Linked DNA regions of Pan troglodytes: region 1 is linked to region 2. A link is a contact called in public HiChIP or PLAC-seq data. All regions are on one chromosome and are shown on one strand. The core of a region is the stretch at or near the end of the contact, and the rest is flanking DNA. Distances in the headings are between cores, read along the strand shown.

What was found. HiChIP or PLAC-seq counts read pairs in DNA pulled down with a chosen protein or histone mark.
Region 1: an H3K4me3 HiChIP or PLAC-seq map of stem cell-derived excitatory neurons shows a contact between it and region 2, with 6 times the contacts expected there. The contact joins the promoter of HIKESHI here to the promoter of CCDC83 in region 2. A contact is called at or near these places in 1 of 7 Hi-C or Micro-C datasets (stem cell-derived neural progenitor cells) and 1 of 1 datasets of contacts at active chromatin or transcription factors (stem cell-derived excitatory neurons).

Annotation. Positions count from the first base shown.
Region 1 is chr9:88,312,352-88,316,377 of NHGRI_mPanTro3-v2.0_pri, reverse strand. HIKESHI (heat shock protein nuclear import factor hikeshi) reads right to left here and starts at 2,620. Exons shown (of 5, transcript NM_001242569.1): 1 at 2,369-2,620. The coding sequence starts at 2,398.
Region 2 is chr9:87,870,300-87,874,249 of NHGRI_mPanTro3-v2.0_pri, reverse strand. CCDC83 (coiled-coil domain containing 83) reads right to left here and starts at 2,013. Exons shown (of 12, transcript NM_001279934.1): 1 at 1,815-2,013. SYTL2 (synaptotagmin like 2) reads left to right here and starts at 2,523. Exons shown (of 20, transcript XM_063783356.1): 1 at 2,523-2,718. It also overlaps the pseudogene LOC104001282.

The DNA.
Region 1 (4,026 bases), core at 1,371-3,870, 440 kb before region 2:
ACTCATATGAACAGTAGTAAAAAATGTGAGTTGTAGGCCTGGCACAGTGGCTCACGCCTGTAATCCCAACACTTTGGGAGGCCAAGGCGGGTTGATCACCTGAGGTCAGGAGTTCTAGATCAGCCTGGCTAACATGGCGAAACGTAGTATCTACTAAAAATATAAAAATTAGCTGGGCATGGGGGCACATGCCTGCAGTCTCAGCTACTCAGGAGGCTGAGGCATGAGAATTGCTTGAACCTGGAGGCGGAGGTTGCGATGAGCGGAGATCACACCATTGCACTCCAGCCTGGCTGACAGAGTAAGATTCCGTCTCAAAAAAAAAAAAAAAAAAGTGAGTTGTGCAACTCACACACTGGCAGCTGAGGTAGAACATGCCATCTTGTTTCAGTCCTCGTAATATGAAAAAGTGTCCTTTTCACAGTCTCATCTATTTAAAGCATTTTTGTGATTTTTGTTGGTGACCGTGCTATTTAAAATGACCAAGTTCAAGTGCTGGCTAGTCTTCCTAAGTGCAAGAAGGCTATGACATGCCTTACAGAGAAAATATGTGTGTTAGGTAAGTTTTCCCTCTATAATATCCTATCTACTGATACAAATAAACTTAAGAAAAATATACTGCTATGTAATTTCAACTATCTATTAGTTATAAAGTAGTATCAACTGGCTGCCCTAAATTAAGTCTCAAGATACAAAGGCAGTGTTCCTAAAGTCAAATTCTGATTCCCTCTTCAGAAGTATTCTGACCCACTTTAAAATCCTCCAGCTTTAGTATAAAGAATAAAACAAAGGAAGAACACAAACCAAATGGCCTGTATTAGTATTAAATTCAATTTCACCAGTCTTTGGCATGCATATAACCTAAAAAGCATGGGAAATTATTATTTATGAGTCTTGAAATAACCACCAGGCAAAATAAATATTTCTTAAGTGTCAACTTTGTATAGGTACTGAACAGTCTGCAAATCTGTATCATCACACTCTAATTTTTGACATTAAGAAAAGGTGTATCACTTTAAGAAAAAAAATCTTAAGAAATAAAAACTGGGTTCATAAGTTTAGATAAGTGGATTTTTCTTATAACAGAGTCGTATAGTTAAGTTTTGAGATGCCACTAGGTCTATTTGTCCTTCACTTTGATGTGTCCTAATACTCCATAATTAAAGGACCAAGTATCCCCAATATATAGAGGCAGGTATTACCATAACTAAATTTCCTTCCAAATTAGTTGACAACGTGAGAGATACATGGATTCCAAATAGGCTTTTTATTCTTTAAGAAACACAGTTTTAATGTCATTCATTAATAACACTCACTCGTCTGAGTCACACAATCATTCCAGGTTTGTCCTTTTTCCCTATTAAGAGCAGGGCAAAATTATCTCACCAGGATTATGAATTACCACCATCACCACAGGGGTCTCCCAGTCATTCAAGAGACAAACTTTATGAGGCTAGTCATCACCAACTTATCTTTCTGGCTTCTTAGAACTGTATATGTACAGAATACAATACATTATCAAAACTTGATGGGAAAAAAAGACAATTCAGCAAAGGGACTGCAACATTTTAAAAAGCCAGGAGAAAAAAGAAGGAAAAATACTTCTAGGGGAAAGGAATCAGGCCTGAAAATTGATGTCTGTGTGGTTTCTAAGGAAACAAACAAGATTCACCTTCCAGATTATTCCTAAAGAATTCCAGGTGCTGTTCTCATTTACTCTAACAATTTGGCAAGGTAAGTTATCTATTTTGACCCATAAGGAAACACACTACTCGCATCCTTCTCTGGTTATCTCAGATACGGCTCACACGTTAAGTTTCAGCCAACTTCCAATTAAATTAAGCTTATTTTTACTCGGGTTCTTCCAAAGGGACCCAAAAGATATACATTCCCTGAGCACTTTAATCTTTGAAAAACAGTTTGCTATAGACCAAATTCAATCCCAAATTCACCTCTACCTCAAGTTAATAAAGAAGGTATTTATACTGGCGATTGAACTTAGTTCCGTAACTGCAAAATGTCAAAGATAAAGACCATCTCACGAGTTATGAGGATTAAGTTCAAAGTGCCAAATAAGCGCCACACATAAGGCTGAGTGACCAAAGGCGTGCATTGCACTTAGCCCAGTACTTGGTACAAAATGCACACTTAATAAATGCCAACTTATACTGTGACTACTATTCGAAAGAATCTGAATAGAGCTGGGCAAAGGAGAGCACCCAGCTTCCCACGCTCCATCCTCACATACCCACCCAAAATATAATAAGTGGGCTTCCCCGCATCCCTAGCGCCTGCGCACCCTCCCTGCCGTAGGGCTTCGCCCTCGGTATCCTGACCCCTTCCTGATATCACCCGGTCCCATTCTCACCAGCCTCCCCGCCACCAAGCAGCCAAACATGGCGACGGCAGCTCCGTTCAGCCGGCAGTGACCCGAAGCCGGCGACTAGGAGTCCTGGGGCTACTGCCCTAGTCGAGACTAAGAACCTTCCAGAATTTGCGGGAGGGTGTCTGCCCCTCCACTACATAGTGACTGGGCCAGCGGCAAGAATGCCTCTGCCCCCGCGAACTCTGACCTTCTCTTCCTAAGCAGCCCACCGCTCAGGCAACAAGTACTTCCGGGGCTTACACCCGGTTTTCCCCACTAAGGAAGAAAGGCGGGCCAGCGCCAGTACAAGACTACAAGTCCCAGAACAAGTCCCAGAGGGCACCGCGCCAGTTTCCGGGAAGGTAAGCCTGGAGGCTTTGCACACTGGGATCGGTAGTCCGGGTGTTTTATAGCCACAAAATCTGTGGATCCGTCATTTCCATCTACAATCCTGGGAAGAGATGCTTCTAACGTTTCTGTGACATCTGAGAGATTAACGGTGCACTTTTACAATAATCACGTCACTAGATCTTTACAAAAACCCTATGAGGTAAGTATTATAATCCAAATTTTATAGGAGTGATCAGCCTCAAATCTTTACACAGCAGTAAATGTTGGAGGCTGAATTCAAGTCCTAATCCAAATCCGGGTTTCTTTCTGCTACACCGTGTCTCAGAAGTATTAATCTTTAACCAATTGTTTTGTACTTGTCTACAATTTATAGTAGTTCTTTCCAGCTTCACTTAGTTCTCCCATTCATTTGCTGTACAATTGTGGACGAGTTGTAGATGTCTTTGTGCTTCAGTGCCCCTCCTTTGCAAAAGACAAATAATGAGCCTATTGCCTAGGGTTGCTGTGAGGACTAAATGAGCTAATATGTATAAAACACTTAGAACAGTGCTTGGCTGTGCTTAATTAGTGGGAGTTTTATTGTAAAAATGTCTATTTTTTTCTATGTGGATTTGCAGAAAAGTTTCATAGGAAATACAAAACAATAGCCAAAAAAAAAAAAAAAATACTGGCATTAAGTACCGATTGCCACCAATACTTATTCTCCCTTTCACAGCTCCAATTCCTTTTCTTCTTGTATAGGATAGTAAAGGGTCTCTGTCCAATTTGAAATATCTGAGCTTGGCCACCAGCCGTAAAGCAGGTCTGTCTTCCCAGTTCTCAGTTTACATATGGGGGATCAGTGTTTGGAACAGTCCTCTGGCCTCCACTGTGGATCCCTAAACTGATCACCTATCTTATCACCGATACTCCTTTGAGATAGCTGTGCCAAAGGTGAAGAGGTAGGAAAGGATCTACCAATGTTTCCAACTTACTATCTAAAAAGTCCTAGAACCTTCAGAATAAAAAGGCCATTCATATGAAGACCACTTCATAAATTAAGGCACCCACACTACCTGGGTTCAGAGCCCATCTCTGCCATTTATTAGTTACATAATCTCAGGCAAGTTAACCTAACACTCCCATACCTCCTTTTCCCCATCTTTAAAATGAAGTAATAGTAGTATCTACCTCATAAAGTTGTTTTGAGGGTTCTTACATGTAAAGTACTCAATAGTGGCCAGAATGTAGCTTACTCAATAAATGTTAATATTTAGCATTATTGCCCGTCCTAACTAATTTTCCATGTCTTCTTCATACCCACCTTGTGC
Region 2 (3,950 bases), core at 764-3,263:
GCCCTTCCAGGCGTACAACTGGAATGCCAGCCTTGGCAGTGGCAGCTGCCGCATGGTCCTGGGTGATGTTGCAGCTGGACCACTGCAGCTTGGCACCCAGGGTAATGAGGGTCTCAATGAGGATGGCCATCTCCATGGGTCCTATGGAGGCAACTGGTGATGCGCGTGCCCTTCAAGGGCTTGGAGGGTCGAGTACAGCTCCCACATGCACGTCAGGCCCGGCATCTGGTTCTCCACAATATCCAGGGCTTTGCGTCCCCAGAAGTCCAGGCCAATGTCAGTGACTTTGTAGGGCAGTTTGTCAGACATGCTGGTGGTGCTTGTGATAGACATGGCTGAAGGGGCCCAAGCCTCGATCTGGGGACAGGCACTGGGGGTATGGCACTGGGCAGGGGGTTCCCAGGTAGTTTATTCATTTTGTGGCTACTGCAAATGAGATTGCACAGAACACATGTTTAACTCAATTAGAAATGGTCTCCAGTAAATGTTTTTAAAAATCCTGAATTAATTTAAAGCCATTCAGTGGTAATAGTACCACCTAAAACATTAATTTTAAAAATTGAGACCTCTTTTCATATTGATTATGTATATATGATAGGGACCAAAATCGTTAGTGTTAAAATGTAAAATTTGCCCGGTTTGGAAATATGTTAAAATCATATATTAAAATCAAGGTATTTAAAAATATCTAGATGAGTGACATTTTCAAGTTTCACTTGGATGACTGATGATGTACATTACATTAGCATGTATTTTCTTCACCAAATCCTTTAGTCATGGCACATTTTTCTACTGCAGTACCCAAAGATATTGGAGTCTTAGCTTTAAAATTAGTCCGTCTTCTGATCCAGAGTTGCTAATATCAAATAGTTTGAACTGCAGTATATTACACTAACTTCTCTAGTAACCAGAACTACATTTTTTCCCACTCTTACTGTCCTTCAGTTTTAGAATTATCAACAAAGAAAAGAAAAATAACTATGAAAATATTAGTATGAGGATAAGGGAAAAATATGCAATAATAATGGTAGAGAACAAAAAGGCTTCTTTCTACCTTCAAATAGCAGTAGTGAGTCTAAAGAGGATCTTCTGGAGGTGGCTGTAAGGCAATCCATGAGCAATTATCACATAGACTGATAAATACCCAGTCATTATTTTTCTCCTCTGTCATCACAGGAATCTTTCTTTTCCTTTTTTTTTTTTTGGGGGGGGGGGGCTTAGATAGGGCACTTTTTCCCATCTCTTAATCACTTCCTCAACTCTCTCTCTTGCCCAGCAGAAAATTATGGGATAAGGAAGGGAGTGAGGAAACAACATGGCACTGTACAAATGTGACAAATTCATAAAAGAAACCAAGTGTTTTCTTTAGAAGAATGTTGTAGTATCCAGAGCAAGAAGTTGAAACCAATCTATGAATTGGGATATGAGGGTAAAAGACATCAATAACACACTTAGCACATATGAAGTACCTACAGGGGAAGAGCATTGCACTGGTATTGAGAAGGATGCAAGAGTATGTGAGGTCCTCAGAAAGCATTCACTAGACTCAGAATTTGGTGAGAAGGGCACTAAGAGAAGCAAGACCGAGCTTAGTCCCAGCTCCTGCACAGAGTTGTATAACCTAGGCCAAGTCTCTGAACCTCTGACCTGTTTCCTCCTCCATCTGTCCTAGTTGCTGTCCGGGCTATGAGGCTCCAGACGCTTTGGGAAAACTGTCAAGTGATAAAGCCTCATAAGAATGAAAGGCATTCTTAGTCTACTCTGCGTCTGCTGTGTGCTAGGGGCTGTGTGAGGGCACCGTGAAGGTTACAAACCTGAATCAAATTCAGAGCCTGCCTTTCGAGAGGGCAAATAATGTATCCAGGGGTTCTACCGCAAGGCGGAGAGATGGGTTAACATTCTGATCAGATTAAAAAGGCCTGCCCTCCTTCTCATATCCTGGGTGGAGAAGAGGAGTGGGCCTATCAGAGCCCTTCCCAGCAGCTCCTAACGGCCCAAGAACGGCGCTTCGTGGACAAGACCAGGAGGGCGCGACCCCCAGGCTGATCTCGAAGCGGCGCAAGCCCAGGCCCGTAGAGAGGGGCCCGTGGAGAGTGGAGCCCGTGGAGGGTGGTCGGGGGGAAGCTTATAAAGTCTTCAGTGTCAGACTGGAAGGAGTCGGGGGCCAAGAAAAGAGGCCAGCCAGTCTCCTGACATCCCCTCCACAGCCTGCAGGGGGCGGATACCCGGCCCTGGGCGAACAGCTCGCACTTCCTTTCAGCCCGCCGGCCAGGCCTACGGGCTCCACCGCAGCAGCTGCCGCGCCCTGCATTTCCAAGGCAACCGACGTCCTCCTCCCTACTCCCTCCCCACCCGCCCTAGTTTAGCCACGAACGGCGGGCCGAGCGCGCCATCTAGTGGCGACGCAGGGAAGGGTCCCGGCCGAGCGCCCGCGCCGCCGCCTTGGTAGCCGCGGTAGCGCTCTCCCGCCTTCCTCCGCGCGGGATTTTCGGCGTCCCTCAGCCAGCTGGTCTCAGACGCTCACGCGCTCGTTGGCTCCCTTTAGTCGCAAGCCTGGAAGTTGGTGACTGTAGACACAGGGCCCACGGGCTTTGTGCTGTGACCGTGAGCAGGTCATTTGGGTCTCAGAGTTTGTGTCTTCCGCTGTAAAATGAGACGCCTGGACTCGGTGGCGGTTTCCGCACAGTTCGGGGGACGGGGACGGGGCCCGGTTGTCTGGTGAGGCTTCTGCGCGCCTCTGCCCCGCGGCGCTCCTTCCACAATGGCGGCTTGTCTTCTTTCTACTTTTGTGCACTAATTCTTTGGTTTTAGCTCTTAATAAGAATGGCAGATCCCTGGACTAAATGCTTACAGGACAACTTCCTGCTGTATAAGTCCTTGATTCTGTTTTTCTTCTCGCTTTCCTTTTTTGTTCGTAAACCTAAAGAAAGGAATTTAAGTCCAGCATTTCCCACTCTTGGCTTTTTGCTGTTCTTTCCTCCGAGAGAGAAAAAGAAAATCCTACACGTACAGCCTTTAAAGTTCCTCTTTCCTCTCCTGCATTATTTCTCATTATCTGCCGCAAGATAATTTTCTTTTTTTGGTACTTTGACACTGGCTTTGAACGGACAACTTTCTTCTTTTTTTTTTTTTTTAATGAGTGGAAATATTCATTTTATTCAGCACTTAGAAATAACAGTTCTTGATAATATTATGATTTATAATTTATACATGGTGTATTTTAATGAACTGCAGGTGTTTAAGAAGTAAGTAATATAGCAGGGCGTGGTGGCTCACGCTTGTAATTACAAATCCCTCACGCCTACAATCCCTCACGCCTGTAATCTCAGCAGTTTGGGAGGCCGAGGTGGACAGATTGCTTGCGGTAAGGAGTTTGAGACCAGCGTAGCCAACATGGCAAAACCCCATCTCTACGAAAAATTAGCCAGGCATGGTGGTGAGTGCCTGTAGTCCCAGCTACTTCGGAGGTGGAGGCCGAAGAATTGCTTGAGCCTGGAAGGCTGAGATCTCAGTGAGCCGAGACTGCCACTGCACGGGTGACAGAGCGAGCCTCTGTCTCAAAGAAAGAATATGTACCTGGATATGTATTTTTATTTTTATTTTTATTTTTTACAGCTTAACGAGATTTTTTTATTTTCCTGACTTTTCGCTTTGGAGAATTAGTCAATAGTTTAGGTCTGTCTTGTTCGTTTACTAAGGGGTTTGAATTTGAGATGGGGCTGACGTCACTTTGGGGCCCTTTTCTTCTTCTTCTTTTTTTTTTTTAATTGATCATTCTTGGGTGTTTCTTGCAGAGGGGGATTTGGCAGGGTCATAGGACAATAGTGGAGGGAAGGTCAGCAGATAAACAAGTGAACAAAGGTCTCTGGTTTTCCTAGGCAGAGGACCCTGCGGCCTTCCGCAGTGTTTGTGTCCCTGGGTACTTGAGATTAGGGAGTGGTGATGACTCT